Regions from separate parts of the Salvelinus alpinus genome. Here region 1 is linked to region 2. The links are chromatin contacts, called in public Hi-C maps. All regions are on one chromosome and are shown on one strand. Each heading gives the region's core, a stretch centred on a gene start, on an enhancer-like site or on the middle of the called end of the contact. The rest is flanking DNA. Distances are from core to core; before and after follow the strand shown.

Region 1 (4,750 bases), core at 1,877-4,376, 130 kb before region 2:
ATCTTACAAACTGAGGCAGCAGACTTTGTGAATATTAATATTTGTGTCATTCTCAAAACTTTTGGCCTTGACTGTAGACCATTTTTCTTGCACAAGGATTTAACGACGGAACAAAATTAAAAAAAATTATAAATGTTGGTTGTGTATTTCTTAACAACATAGCTGTGTTCTTCCGTGAATCCTACCAGAGGATGAACATTTGGGAGAAGGAGAGCAAGGACCAAAGACACAGACGTCTTGCTCCAATTGGAGAGACACGCTGGTGGGAGAAAGACAGTGCCTTAAAGAAGGTCTCTGGAGCTTTTGGAAATCCAGATGAGGGTCTGTATGTTGATGTCCTTCTCACTCTTTCAACCATACAAGATCAGAAAAACATCAACACCATTGCATGGGTCAAGGCACAAGGATACATTGAGGGGTTGCTGAAGTATGAAACGATACTTACAGCTCAGATATTCCTCAGAAGTATTCAGGTCACCTCACCAGTCTCAAAATATCTTCAAACAAGTGGAATGGACATTCTGTCTGCGCATCGTATGGTTGTGTCTACAGAGGAGCAGCTGAAAGGAACGGCAAGAGATTTTGAAAAAGTCAAGGCAGCTGCAGACACATTTGTTCAGTGGGCCAACAGAAAGTTATAGAAACGGGATGATTAAACAGAGCTGGAGTTAGAGACCACTCTGCCAACGAAAAGGGCCAGAAAGAAGAAAACCATGCCTGGAGAGATGGCACAAGATGAGACTTGGGCAGAGAGTGCATACAGGATTGGTGTCCATAATCAAATTCTGGATACAGTTATAGATGGCATCCATCGGCAATTTCTGAGTAATGGCACTTTGTATGCCAACATGGCTCTTCAGGACCCTAAACACTTTAGTCAGATAACATCCAGTGGCCTTCCACAGACAGCCCTTCAAGAACTAAGAAAATGTTTGATCAAATTTGACAGCAGAGCAATGGTGGCCAATTTACAGAGTGAGCTCATGAGTCTGGCAGAACAGTGGACTAGGTTAAAGCAATCGGGATTTGAAGAATACACAACCAGGACTATGGAGGATCATGGACCTGAAGGAAATAAAGACGAGGTGGAGATGGGGAACAAGAGCTGTTCATCTTGCAAGGACTGTCCAGTGTGTTGCTACCGTATTCTTAGTCAGTACAATCTATTGACCGACGCATACCACATCCTGGGCCTTGCTTACAAGATCCTACTTACCCTGTCAGTAACCCAGGTAGCTTGCGAGCGGAGCCCCTCTACTCTGAAATTCATCAAGAGTAGGCTCAGAAGCACTCTATCTCAACAGCACCTGGAGGCTTTTATGCTCATGGCTACTGAGCGAGATGTTTTAATGGCCCTGGACAGAGACCTGGTTATAGATGGCACTGCTGAGAGAAGTGAGCTGCTGCAGAAATTACTAATTTAACGAGGTAGGAAATATGTTTATTTTAATTTTATTCTATGACTTGCCTACTCACCAGTCCTTTCACCAACAAATTTCTTCCTGTATTATTTATTTTACAGGTCAGATGTTTCCATATATCCTTGCCACCTTGCTGCCAGTGCCATTGTGCCAATACGTGCTTCTTCCAGCCAGCCTCCCTCTAGAGCAACACATACCCCTTGTTCTATTTTACATCTATTTTACTAAAGTCATTGTTATAAATATTGTTCAGCAATCTTGTTTTTCATAAAGTGTGGCGTGGGTTGTGTGGATGGTTGTGTATCGCTGGGGGGGTTTTGGTGGGCCGGTCTGAGTCAAAAAGTCCAGGGCCATTTTTCATTCCCAGTTCATCCCTGGGGACAGCCGAAGAACCCTTTAAGGTTCTAGATAGCATCTTTTTTTCTAAGAGTGTAGAAACACTGGCTTTTAGGCAGGTTTTTTTTTGTTGAATAATGATGATTAATTATGAAACTATGAAAAATATGAATAACATTCCACCATGAGACCGGTAGGTCATTTGACTGCAGGGAAGGGCTCCAACACTTTGTGAGATGTACAGAATCAGTATCTGAATCAATCATTTATTCAATCAATCATTTATTGTGTGACATTCAGACACTTTGAGAAATCAGAATCGGGATCAAACGATAACGTCATTATCTTTGGTTCTTTAGGGAGATAAAATGGCTGCACAAATGGAAATAATAAGTTATTATCGGCTATGAAAAGCCAACTGACATTTATTCCTGATTATTATTTGACCATGCTTGTCATTTATGAACATTTTGAACATGTTCTGTTATAATCTCCACCCGGCACAGCCAGAAGAGGACTGGCCACCCCTCATAGCCTGGTTCCTCTCTAGGTTTCTTCCTAGGTTTTGGCCTTTCTAGGGAGTTTTTCCTAGCCACCGTGCTTCTACACCTGCATTGCTTGCTGTTTGGGGTTTTAGGCTGGGTTTCTGTACAGCACTTCGAGATATTAGCTGATGTACGAAGGGCTATATAAAATAAACTTGATTGATTGATTGGTTTCAATAAATTATCAGTTGATAAATAAGGATTTAGCACATAGTGTCATAAGACAAAATTGTTTTATTTACCATTTATCTTGATTTCTTGAATCTTCTTTCCAATAAAATATAGAAGATCAACAAGATGTATTATGAGTTATATTCATCAAAGTAGTTGAGAGCATTATATACCTCTGAGTGAAAATGGTGTGTAGTAAAAATAGGTATAACTTTGAGCGGATAGAGGATAAAAAGGGGATATCAAGGAACAAGAATAATACAAATGGAAGTACACGCAAATAAATGTTCACACATCAATGAATCCTACAGAACTTCAAAAACAACACCCACTCCCCTCTCTCCTACAGGTCTCGTCTGACTCAAACACCCCCCTTTCCACCGTATCCTTCCCCTCCTCTCCTCTCCCATTCCCTTGTATGCCTCTCCCACTCACCTGTTTAGTTGTCCGTCTTGTAGTTTCTCCCCCAACTTATCTACCCACAAGTTCTCTCTCAATGGACACACAGCAATTTTATAATCCCATATAGAAGACACTTGTTTTTGTCGGTCGGAAAGAAGTTTCTTCCCTCTCCCCCTCTCTCTCCCACTCTCACCCTCCCTCTCTCTCACTCTCTTTAGAAGAGAGAACAAAATTCTGGAGCTAGCTGTTTTCAAAGAGGGGAACAAAAACCCATGCCTCTCAGGCTGCCAGCGCGTTCTGTGCCAGAGGCATACAGCCTGTGAATGACAAAGAGGGGAGAGGAGAGGCGGAAAGGAGAGGAGGAGGGGAGAGAAACAAGGGGAGAAGGGGCTCGCGCTAGGGGCAGATAGATAGGGCAGACCACCTTTCCCTTCTGTCCTTCCACCCATCTGCCCACACACTGAGAACATGCAAACACACTTTAGCTAATACACACAGTCAGGCCCAGATACTTGGTCAAACACACGGACACACACAAATTCCATAAGGTATAGGGACAAACAGTCACATAACTGTAGACTGAATACACACACACACACACACACACACACACACACACACACACACACACACACACACACACACACACACACACACACACACACACACACACACACACACACACACACACACATCCCACACAAAACACACACATAGCGAGAATAATCTCATTGTTTCAGTTAAATAACTCTGGGTTCTCCCCTCTAGAAGTTCCCCCTGCTTCTTGCCATTGCCTGACCAACAGTTGCTAGCTACACTTCACAGTCCAGTAAATCAAATTGTCCGGCAGGGCTTTAGAAAAGAGGAGACAGAGAGGCATTTGGTTCACGTGATTTCATGCCACATCTGCAACAGCTAATCTGATGGAAATTCATTCCAGTGTCTCACATCAGTTTCCCCATAATACTTTTCCCTGAATTACATCCTTTTGAATATAATTAGTGTGTGTTTAAAGTGTTTGTGTGTGTGTTTAAAGTGTGTGTGTGTGTGTGTGTGAGAGAGAGAGTGTGTGTTCCCGCAAGCAGGGATTCCATTCAGACTCTGAACAAAGCAGTATACTCTTGGTTTAAAATTGTTCCTGGACAGCCGTTTCCATGGATACTCTTCAACAACTCCTCCACCCCTCCACCTTCCTCCGTCCCCTCTACACACACTGGACAATTCAACAAACGCAAGACATGGAATGGCTGTTCAGTCTCAGTAAAGCATAGGCCTTTAGTTCAACACAGTACCTTTCTGTGTCTAAGGTTATAGCAGAGCACAGAGTTGTCGATCTATCATGTCTGAGTTTTGAAGAAGTTTGAAGCAGTGGAGTAGAATAGAATATCATGTAATAGAATCCTTAAATGCCCCATAGGTGAATTTGCATGGCAAAATAAGTAGGCCTACATACATATTGTGGGAGAGGACTAGTTCCTCTTAAAAACCTATCTATCCTGCAAATAGAAAAACACACAGAGGAAACTAACCTGGGGTGTCCTTATAGTCCTGCCGTGTTGTACACATGAGGAGTAATGGTTTTATTTTGATTCATTATGTTGTTTGGCAGGCCAGACACTTGGCTGCTGCTGCTACAGACAGACAGACAGACAGACAGACAGACAGACAGACAGACAGACAGACAGACAGACAGACAGACAGACAGACAGACAGGACAGGACAGGACAGGACAGGACAGGACAGGACAGGACAGACAGGCTGGCAGCCAGCATGGTGGCCTCAATTTGATAATAAATAACATCCAACTACACAATGAATCTAAACAATCTGTCACATAAACAGCCAAGGGAGAAAACACTGTGGAGACGGAAAAGA
Region 2 (5,096 bases), core at 2,301-4,800:
CCTTCATTGAAAAACATAAACTTGCTATTCCCCAGTCCAAACTAAAACTTCAAAGTCGTTGCATCGTAGCACTTCGTGCAGCTAGTGGTCTGTATTTTACGCAGTAAGAGCCTGATAGATGGAGGCGGGGCTATGGAGAATGGAGCGCTTTAAACGGCCAATACACTCTCGGGAAAACTGAGTTTTTGAATTAGGACCGCCTCCATCTATTAATTTAGATTAGGCTACTCAGTTCAATGTACAGCCCATAGGAGAAGTGAATATTAAGTACATATAGAATTATTTTTAATGTAATATTCTTAATTTTTTGTTATCTTATATTGGAAAATATAACTTCATAAAATAAGCTATGGTCGAGTTCCCCTGCATCAACCAATGGTTGCGTGCTACTTCATCGGTTGTGTCATTGACTGACAGATTGATATAATATATGACGTGGGTAGCTTATACCTAAAATACCTATCCAAGTGTTGTAAGATCTGGCATGCATCAGCAATGCCTGGGCAGAGGAACACCACAGTCCTTTCATTTGCTGTAATTTGAACATGAGTTCAAACATCATTGCTAATGGTCTGATTCTAATGGACTGGATAAACTGGATAATGTGGTTATCCACATAGTGCAGCAAATGTGTCATTCTATGGATAGTTAAGTCCCTTATATATTTTCTTCTGGCAGTAATGATGGTAACATGACTCAAGACTATTAATAATGGATGACATGCATAATGTATCCCCTCTCTGTGGTCTGCGTCCCTTACATGGAGATAGCGAGAGCTCATTGATAGGAAGACATCTGCATTCTTTGTCAAGGTCGTACGTTATACTGCATCAAATGCTAAAGATGCATCATTTGATTGACTGTGTGTGTGCGTAGGTGTATGTGCACGCGCATGTGTGTGGTTAGAGCCTTTGACAGGCTGAAAATTATAATTTTACAGGCACACACAAACTGCATGTATAGGAGAGAGGGAGAAAAAGAGAGAGAGAGCGAGAGAGGTTGGTTACCCTGTACATAACATATTGTGAATGTCAACATGTGTAACAACAGAAAATGTCCCTGAGCTGATTGATAGCCCTATGCCATAGATAGCTTTGGGTGCATCTTAATATCACCTTTCTCCTGAAGTGTACATTCCCACAAATGTAAAAGCATTGGATTGGTTGATGCATGGGCTAGTGGGATGTTCCACTTGTCCGATGACTCACCCTGAATTTAATTCAGCTGCTCTATCGATCGCTACATACATTCAGTCTGAAACTGCCATCCTAGAAGTCATTTGTGGGACTTCAAAATGAGGGGTGTTGTACAAAACAAATGAATCAGCGATTGGATCATCTCTAACAAATCTAACCAATCAGAGTGTCAAAGTTGATAACATCATCACAGAGTTTCTAAACCCAGAGGCCCAATATTGAGAGAATTCCAGAAACGCTTGAGAAGTTTGAGAAGTCAATGAGAGAAGTGAAAAATGTTTCCTTATTTGTAATTTTTTTCTAAATCTAAAGGCACAACCTAGACTCCAGCCAATGTCTTAAGTAGTTGAAGTTGTTATTACTCCAACCTCATGCGTGACAAACTGACACATTTTCATTTTTGTAAAAAATAACTTTATATCAAAGGAGTGCATTTGATTTGATGGCCTGCACATGCGCAGTTCGATGCGAGGCGACCGTTAGACATGATGACGTGTTTCTACCCATGAGCTTAGCTAGCCAACGTCGCCATGACATCACCTACAAGTGTGATTGGGGATTTCTACTGGAGAAGCAGTTTTAGCCTATCTTCATACTGTACTGTCTTTGACGCTATCAGGCTTCTGGGACCAATAAGAACGGGCAGAATGTCTTTGCATTCTAAAAATCGTCGGGGAGGGAGGCAAATCCAGACTCATCGTGGAGAAGCGTCACTTGGCCGTAGCGATGTGGAAGCGTAGCCAGGCAAATGTTCCACCATATTTCTTATACCAGTCATGTCCTTTCAAATCAGTGAGGGGAAGTAAACCAGTGCACACTTTGGAAGGAAAGAGAGATAATTGGGACATAGACTATTTCTCAACTAACTTTAATTGGTCCTGATATGGGGCACTGTTGACATCTGTGGGATTGAACACACACACACACACACACTCAGACACACACACACACAACAGTCAACTCTGTTGTTCTATTATATACTATTTATTCAACTGTGCGACCAAGACACTACTACCCACTTTATATTTCTATACAGTCTATTATTACGATGCATACTACCGCTTCTATTACTTGTTCTTTTTTCCTTGACTCTTTTTATTGTTATTATTGACTGATGTACTGCATTGTTAAAGATCTAGCACATAAGCATTTCACTGCACCTTTCCCACCTGCCGTAAACTGTGTATGTGACAAATTACATTGATTTGATTTTAATTTGATTGAGGAGAGTATTGTTGGTACATTTTGTGCTGAAGTTGTGTGCTGCTTATCCCTGGAGCAACACTGAACCCTGGTGCTCAGTTTGCAAACCTCAATCATTATGTCAAAGATCTAGCCTCACCATACATTTCCAGACTAGGAAGACTTAGGCTACTATAAAGAAATTCCCTTATTATTTTACATATTCAAAGTTCACACAGTCATGTTGTCATTGAACTTTTCCTTCATAAAATGATTATCAACTATACTATACGCAGCTTAATGTATGTTACTAAAGATGGTGTGTTATTGCATATTACAATCTAGTGTCTAGATATTCAAACTGCATGTTTCCTCACCCAACTACCCACCCATCCCTTGTCTCATGAATAAAAACTACTACAGTTTGTAATTGTTTCACACAATCATCATCCACATGATGTTTTCACACCTCATGCTTCAGGACAATGTAATTAAAGTGTAGGCCCTACTAATGCAATACTGTGTGACAATTGGTTGCTTCTTTTAAGGTGTTTAGGCTACCTTATGATCTTTGCTGATACGTTTTTGATTGAAATCTGATCACATCTGAAATTCTGCATCTGAAATTCTGCATGCATAATATCTAGGCAAGAATAGTTATTTGGTTTGAATCCATTTTGAAATGACGGCATTTTAACATAAATACATAGTGGTACATAGTCTCATAACAGAGAGTATTTGACATTCATCACATGCATAGACGTGTGATGGTGATGGGTTGCCCACTAGGCCTACAGATACACTTGCATAATAATTTTTTTCAGTACATGTGTTCATCCGGGTCCTGCGTAACTAATCATGACGCGGGAAGGCGGCACACATTTTTATCAACAACATCCAAAATAAGATCGATATTCAGACTATGGTGTTTAAAGTAAGCTGTAAATAACTTGTTAAACATAAAATATTGTGTTGTGTCGATATTTACCGTGTATAAATGATGCCTGTGGAAAAACACAAGATAGGAGTAAGCACACTACAGAAACGTGAGCGAGCAAACGTTACATAACTGGTGACATTGACCAATCAGATTCGTTCATTCTTATCCGCGTATCTCTTTGGGTGGAGTCGTTGTCAAAGAAAGTTAATTTCAACAGGGAACATTTTCTTTGAATATGGGAATACATTCAAGTGATAGTGGAAGACAGTTTCATTTCTCATTAAAACGCTCTACCTACTGTACTTTAGTTCACTCGCTCGCGCTTACTGAACCAGCGCTCTTCTTCCTTATCTGGAAAATAGCTAGATACGACAACGCAATTATAAATTTTTCGAGCTTCTAGGCTAGTCAACAGGTCGAACATCGTTTTTAACAGGTTAATAAAAAATAAAAAATAATAACATTACATTATAAAACCATCTAGGCGACAGAACCGAAACGTAGTTTGGGCATGCAAGGGCTATTGTTTTAGCTCCTACGCGTTTTGTTTTGACATCAGCGCTATAACCAACGGTTCGAGTCGTGGACATAACTAGAAGAGACAGCAGGTGAAATGGTCGGCAACACGATCCACTGGTTCAGGAAGGGACTGCGGCTCCACGACAACCCCTCTCTAAAGGAGTCTATCCGGGGAGCGGACACCCTTCGCTATGTTTACATCCTAGACCCCTGGTTTGCAGGGTCCTCCAACGTGGGAATCAGCAGGTGGAGGTAGGGGTCCTAATAGTAGAATGCACAAGGTGCAATTTCATAATTGGGTAGTGCATCATCAGTTCCTCTTGTCATACCTTAGAGAGATATTTATAACTTGTCAGAAAGGTCCAGAGCAACTAGCCCATGTCAGCTAATGTTTTTTTAATTTACTATTTTTGTTTAACTGCAACATTTTATTTGCACCCCATGACAATATTTATAGAATTGCAGGAAATACGCTTTAAGCTTGCAAAATTCTCTCCACCAATGAGGGGTGTGAACAGTTTCCCATAGAAAGCGTTTGGGAACCTCTGTATTAGAGGACGTGTTTTAATTGAGTGGCTCGTATTGCACTCACCCAACACAGATTTGTTTACCGCAGAGGTAGGTCACACAGGTCCCTGCTTTTTGCATTGCCACATTTGTGAATTTGCCTAGGGGCTCTGATGGATCCATCATGGTTTCCTTTTCGATAGATTATGACCTCGTGGGCATGCCAGACGCCACTTATGCACATTTGGTCAATAGGTTAAGGAAAACCAAATCTGGGTTATCATAACACCAGAAGGAGGAATCCTAGTGCTGTAGGTGGTTATGAATGACAGTGTGTGTGTATGTGTGTGGTGTACCGCTTAGGCAGGAAAGTAGGGCTTTCCTAGCACCACACTTATGCACACAGTTATAGTAAATATTGACTGTCAATTACAAGTACATTACAAGTACATCTGTGTGCCACACAGGAAACAAGGGCATTCCAGGGCACCAAGGACTGTTGATTACTGATTTACCTTGGATTCCCTCCCTTTCATTTAGATCACATACTATGCTGCTTTAGTTTGGCCACTTATAAGAATGTTCATTTAAAGCATAACCTCCTGTTTAGAGCAAGAGAAGGGGAGAATGACCTGACTGCATTACCCATGTCGAAAACATCCCTGTACGCAGGGTATTCTCAGTAGTTTCTTTTACCATCGAGAGAGTAGGCCTACATTTCAGCAGGGTTTAAGAACATGCATAGCAGTAAG

Evidence for each region. A called contact is a pair of places that touch in the nucleus more often than the background predicts.
Region 1: a contact with region 2 is called in a Hi-C map of red muscle, with 7 times the contacts expected there. The contact joins the promoter of mlc1 here to the promoter of cry1b in region 2. A contact is called at or near these places in 2 of 3 Hi-C or Micro-C datasets (muscle and red muscle).

What each region holds. Positions count from the first base shown.
Region 1 is chr15:46,648,368-46,653,117 of SLU_Salpinus.1, reverse strand. mlc1 (modulator of VRAC current 1) reads right to left here and starts at 3,126. Exons shown (of 12, transcript XM_071343790.1): 1 at 2,909-3,126.
Region 2 is chr15:46,514,174-46,519,269 of SLU_Salpinus.1, reverse strand. It overlaps cry1b (cryptochrome circadian regulator 1b), which reads left to right and starts at 3,550. Exons shown (of 12, transcript XM_071343783.1): 1 at 3,550-4,089. The coding sequence starts at 3,932. The region is part of intron 1 of LOC139540183 (ankyrin repeat and BTB/POZ domain-containing protein 3-B); the gene reads right to left.